Linked DNA regions of Mus musculus: region 1 is linked to region 2. The links are chromatin contacts, called in public Hi-C maps. All regions are on one chromosome and are shown on one strand. Each heading gives the region's core, a stretch centred on a gene start, on an enhancer-like site or on the middle of the called end of the contact. The rest is flanking DNA. Distances are from core to core; before and after follow the strand shown.

Evidence for each region. Hi-C and Micro-C count contacts between places; a contact is called where the count stands out from the background.
Region 1: a contact with region 2 is called in a Hi-C map of bone marrow-derived macrophages, with 36 read pairs. The contact joins two enhancer-like sites. A contact is called at or near these places in 3 of 484 Hi-C or Micro-C datasets (the G1E-ER4 cell line, bone marrow-derived macrophages and cranial neural crest), 3 of 115 datasets of contacts at active chromatin or transcription factors (bone marrow-derived macrophages, effector CD8 T cells and extraembryonic endoderm stem cells) and 4 of 9 other capture datasets (adipose tissue, embryonic stem cells, liver and 1 more).

Annotation. Positions count from the first base shown.
Region 1 is chr16:91,915,605-91,918,304 of GRCm38.p6, reverse strand. It overlaps Itsn1 (intersectin 1 (SH3 domain protein 1A)), which reads right to left. Exons shown (of 39, transcript NM_010587.2): 39 at 1-2,700. Among named protein-coding and RNA genes, the nearest start is that of Gm25245, 4.5 kb to the left of the region's middle. Within about 2 kb of position 1,339, at least 72 of the 459 cell types and tissues checked have an H3K27ac peak or open chromatin away from gene starts, as enhancers often do. A contact at or near this core is called in bone marrow-derived macrophages and liver, where this site is marked.
Region 2 is chr16:91,761,328-91,764,027 of GRCm38.p6, reverse strand. The region is part of intron 1 of Itsn1 (intersectin 1 (SH3 domain protein 1A)); the gene reads right to left. Among named protein-coding and RNA genes, the nearest start is that of Itsn1, 33 kb to the right of the region's middle. Within about 2 kb of position 1,352, at least 22 of the 459 cell types and tissues checked have an H3K27ac peak or open chromatin away from gene starts, as enhancers often do. A contact at or near this core is called in bone marrow-derived macrophages and liver, where this site is marked.

The DNA of each region.
Region 1 (2,700 bases), core at 90-2,589, 150 kb before region 2:
CCCTGTCTCGCAGGGACAGAGGCCTACTTCAGGAAGCCAGTCCTTTTCTGTGGAGAACTGAATTGCAACATTCCCCTCTGAAGGCACAGAAAAGGCAGGGAAGCTGAGGAGGGTCTCTGTCCACCCCAGCAGGCAGGAACGCCATTTCAGTAGGTGCCCAGCGCTGGGTTCACTCACACCTTCCTTCTTTGCTCACGGCTCAGCTGGGAGAGTCGGGGAGCACTACAGTCGGGTTCTAGCCCTGACCCTACCCCCACCCCTCTCACTAGCAAGTTCCACAAGAGCAATGCTGCTGGGATGCAGCAGGGGGCGCCAGCACCTTGACCCTGCCAATAGAACCATCTAGGTAGGAAGAGCCCCACAGTGCGGAAATGGCCACACAAGCCACCACGCTGCCTTTGGCTCCTATTTGTCTAAGGTCCCCACTCTTGTTTTCACCGAGAACAGGAGATAAGACAAGAAAGACAAAAGAGTATAGCCGGGGAGGCAGAAAACCACAGGCGCAGCTCTCGCACAGGATACGGGTACGATGGTTCTAAAAGAAGAAGGGAGGAATTTCCACAGCGTAAAAAGGAGCCTTGGTCACTGGCCAGCTCCCCAGAAATCCCGGAGGGACGCTGGGCAATCTGAAGGCTGACGGAATAAGCCCGCTTCTGAATGAAACTCTCCTCGGTGGACTTCGAACACTAAAATACTCATCACTGTAATAACAGCGAGACTCTAGGCTGCTCCAGAAAACAGAACAGATCCGATTAAAATATAGCATAGGACCTGACACAGCGTAGGGGCAATTCACCCTGAAATAGGACAGCCACACACAGTGCTAGGAGAATTATTTGCCAAAATATAAACTATTAGCTCCTTTTACTAAAGGAACTAGTTAGGTCTGAGTAGAACTGAGTTAGTTGTTTGGTGGAGATAAACACTAATGTTTCCGTACTGAGTTTTCTGTACCTTATCCTTCAAGACATCCCCAGTCCCAACCCCTGTGAGCCACGGCACCAAGAAACAAGTCCAACAATCCCCCTGTCTCCACATCCCCAGCTCTGGTACTACAGCTACGCATGCTGAATCTGGTTTCTTTACGAAAGGGCTGGGGATCAAACTCAGGGCCTCAGGTTTGCCGGGCTAGCACTTTGTCAGCGATCTACCCAGCCACTGAGCAGGAATTTTATGTTATTAAAGTGACTTAAAATTAGATCTACAAGTTGGCTTAAAAGCCACAAAGGAGGTCCCTTCTCTGCCTCCCAGCCCCCAACAGGCGGCCTGGACAGGATAGAGCCCCCCTGAAGGAACAGCATCCTGTCAGCATTGCTCACTGTGTTGCTGTTCCTGACTGCAGTCTGCCCAGGGTGCTGACATAGGAGTTTCAATGCTCTCAACTTAGAGAGCCTGAGATCCTGGCCATCTTTCTCACGGGTTGTATTTTCCTGTGCTTCTCAAGGACAGAACCTTTCCTGGCGCTTACAGACACGAAGTCATTATACACATTAGTGGATCCTTGGGACCACAGGGACCTCGTGCAATGTCCTGTGAGGAAACGGTCTCCGGGACTTTCTCTTCCTCTAGCTCAGCTACTTTCTAGGTATCAGGAAACAGGGAACTGGAAAGAGGAGTCCCTGTGGCAACCAGCCAGTTATTTATTGCAAGTCCAAACTAACAAGAAGTCTTCATTATTTCCTTGAATAGCCCTTCAAAGGACAATGTTCATTAATAGGAGTCATTCAAAAGAGAATGCTATGCCCAAGGGCCTCTGGGAATTTGCCACTCAGAAAGCCGTGATGGTGGGGGCTGGAGAGATGGCTCAGTGGTTAAGAGCACTGACTGCTCTTCTGAAGATCCTGAGTTCAAATCCCAGCAACCACATGGTGGCTCACAACCATCCGTAATGAGATTTGACACCCTCTTCTGGTGTGTCTGTTTTTTAAGTATAATAAATAAATCTTTAAAAAAGAAATAAAAAAGAAAGGAAGCCGTGATGGTTCTAGGGGCTGCTACACTAGAGGTCTAAGTCTCCATGACAAGGAGGGCAGGGGTAAGTCCCATCTTCAGTTTGCGAGTCTCTTCTCCAGAGATGCGGTCCCCTAAACCCCCACGGGGAGTACGTGGCACTGAGTGAGCCCTTACCTTCATAACCTGCGAGGAAGCCTCTTTAACGTTCTCTTTGACCACCTGCCCTGTCTCCCTCCTTCCTCCATCCCTTCTATCCTTACATCCATCCTTCCTTCTTTCTCTCTTCCTTTTTCCTTCCCTCCTTTTTTCTCCTGCATTACCTTGGCCCGGTGACCCTCACACCCCCACGTCCCTGCAGAACAGGGTCCCTTGGCAGGTAGGCAAGCAATGGAGTTGGGAAAAGGTCAGGTGCTGACCCCCCTTTAAAGGAGACTGTGCAGGGGAGGAGCGGGGAGATACAGGGGAGGAGGGGGTGGCATCTTAGGACCCATGTTGGGGACTCCTTACTGTCAATTACTAGTCAGCAAGATTGGGCTCTTCTGAGGAGGTTCCCACCACTCATACAAGCCAGCCTCTGTAGGCCTGCCCAATAAGGCATTCCCTGAAATGTCAGCTTCAATGTGTCTTTGGAGAATAAGGGGGAAACAAAGAAAAACAAGAATTTGGGCCCATGGGGCCAATCCAGGGAAGAGGAGGAGGAGGGGGAGGGAGAGGAGGAAGAGGAGGAGAGGGAGGAGGGGGAGGAGG
Region 2 (2,700 bases), core at 103-2,602:
GTCTTTGTCTCCAGTGGTCACTAAATCCTCACCTACACTCAGAACTAAGCAAGGGTTCTTTCCCAGTCTGATTCCTCCTATAGCAAACATCTATAGATGGTGCAGAACCAGTTTTTCCCCCTTGAAGCAACAATTAAACGCTAAAGCAAAAAGAAATGATTTTACAATGTACTTTGATACCATATATGTTGCAAGGAACACAAAAGAAATGACCTATTAGCTCCTAACTTTGTATGTAAGATCATCCATGCAATTTTCACACTAGTTACCTGAGGTTCTGGGAAAAATATATAAAATATAGCACAATTAGTCAGATCAAACTGATGCCTTTTCAAGAAAATAATAAAGTGATCAAAACATTAAACTTAACATTCTAATACACAGGAGGCAAGCCTTTTGTTTTTAAAGAAACTAGGTAGTGTATTCCATAACTGTACTGTTCTAGAGTCGACAGTCACAAGGTGAAAGGTTCCTCTCGATCTACACATAATGTCACACACCTTTCTCAGGAACAGTTTTCATTTATTTGACTTGAAAAATCAAACAAATTCAGCTTAACATCAGAGGCTGCCTGTTTGTTTTATGTTCCTGATATCAAAGCACACTGTTACTGGCTTTTAAGAACCTTTGAAAAAACAGGGTGTCTGTCAAGGATGCCTTTTTTTCAAGCTGCATGATCAAATGAGAGCCACTTTCAAACATCTAGAAGCCACGGGCAACTGTCTCGATTACAGATTCTGAATGCTGCTGCTGTGTGTCATCTCGTTTGTTCTAAATGTTTATTCATTTCTAAATGTCACAAACCGAAACATGAACAAGAAAAAACCAAAACAAACAAATTTTTAAAAACCACCCTGTATAAAGAGGAGTCCTTGCCCTGAAATCCACCAGCTCAAATCCTTACATCTTCAAATGCTACAAGTTAGAGATTGTGATGCGCTCAATGAAGCTGGAAAACTGGATTGAGGCCTTGTGAGCCTCTGCCAAACTGAAAGGCACTAAACATCTGTAAAACCCACATGAAGCATGAGCAAACTGTTGTCAAATACTCAACCTGGTTAGCCAACAGCAAGCAGAAGGGCCCAAATCAGATAAAGAGACAACACCATCAAAATCACACGAGAGAAATACAGGGCCAGTGGGGTCTCAGATCTGCGGTACATCAGTTCTGGTTCTCCAATGCCTGCCCCGGGGCATGAACAATCCAGTTCTGACTATTAGACAGCTAATCTTTCCCGGTTAAACCGATCCTCTTGAAACTTAAGATTAACGGGATGAATAGTAGAGATGTAGAGCTAGACAAATACTGGGCACAAGATGGCCAGACAACAAGCAAATGGAATCAGACTGCCCAGTCATGGTGAAATGTGTCACTGTAAACAGTAACTCAACCCTGAAAGTGGAGAAGCCAGAGGATATTCAGGCGAGCACTTGGCACACACACTTCAATTACCTTGCTATTAACTTAGCTATGTCCAGACTCATCGTGAAGGACTAAAAATAGAACAGAAGGCTAGATAGAATAGCATCCTAACCAAGAGCACAAATACAAAACGTTTATTAGAACACATAGCAGGAAATTACAGAATACAACATACATTTCTAGTGTCAAAAACAGAAAATGGGATGCTAACACCTTGCTTTTTATATAGCACTCGTGTGAAAAACTTAAATACATGCTACAATTTTAAGTCTATTTATAGTGATTCTAACAACACCCTGTGAAATAGGTAAAATGTAAATATCCTTACTTCTCTTGGCTACTGATTTATTTAATCACGTTGCTCATTAGATTCTGGTTTAGCTCAGCCCAGTATCTCAAGCTTCCACAGACACAAGTCTCCAATTACCCTCCAAAGTGTAATAAGTAAGACAAGGTGAGGCTCTAGATTTCCATGCTCAAGAATGAGTAAGTAGAACAAGCTGGCTTCAGGGTTAGAAACAAAACCATCTCCAACAGTCCAGGGAATCTGCTCTTCCTTAGTAGCAGATTGAGAAACAGTTATGATTGCCACTAAATCCGCTGACATGCAGAAATTTGTAGATAATGAAATTTACTTCCCACACTCAGAAACAGGAACTGACAGCTTTATCCTTCAATGGACAGAAGAATTCAGCGGCAAGTGCAAGGCTGGACATACAGAGACACACTCGCCTGAGAAACCAACAGTTGAGAAACAAACCACAGGCAACAACACTTGCAGATCTCAGGTACTTTTTTCTCTCAAGTTTGACTCAAAGGAATTGGGTTGTCACAGGCTAGGGTAAATGATAAACTTTAAGTGTCTAATTTGTACCTTTCAAGAGTCATTGTTGGGAGAACCCTTTAAAAGCTGGTATACTATTACAGTGTTAAGAGGTACTTCCTAAACACACCCAATATATCTAACTTATCTGCAAAGCAACTCGGTGAAATAATTCTTTCTTCCCTCAATACAATCAGATGAGGCACAGGCAAAGAACTCCAAACCTGAACCCACCCAGGAGTTTCCAGGTAGGAAAGACCGTTGTAAACATGCTCCTGTGTAAGAGATAGGCGCGCCCTGACCGCACACAAGCATCTCATGAAGGGCACAGCTGTCTTCTTTACAGCACTGTCTCCTTCCACTTTTATCCAGCCTTTGTCTGCAGTGTCAGGAGGACTCAGCTCACAGAGCCCCACCTGCCTCTGCCTGCACACTGCCAGCATTACAAGCGCAC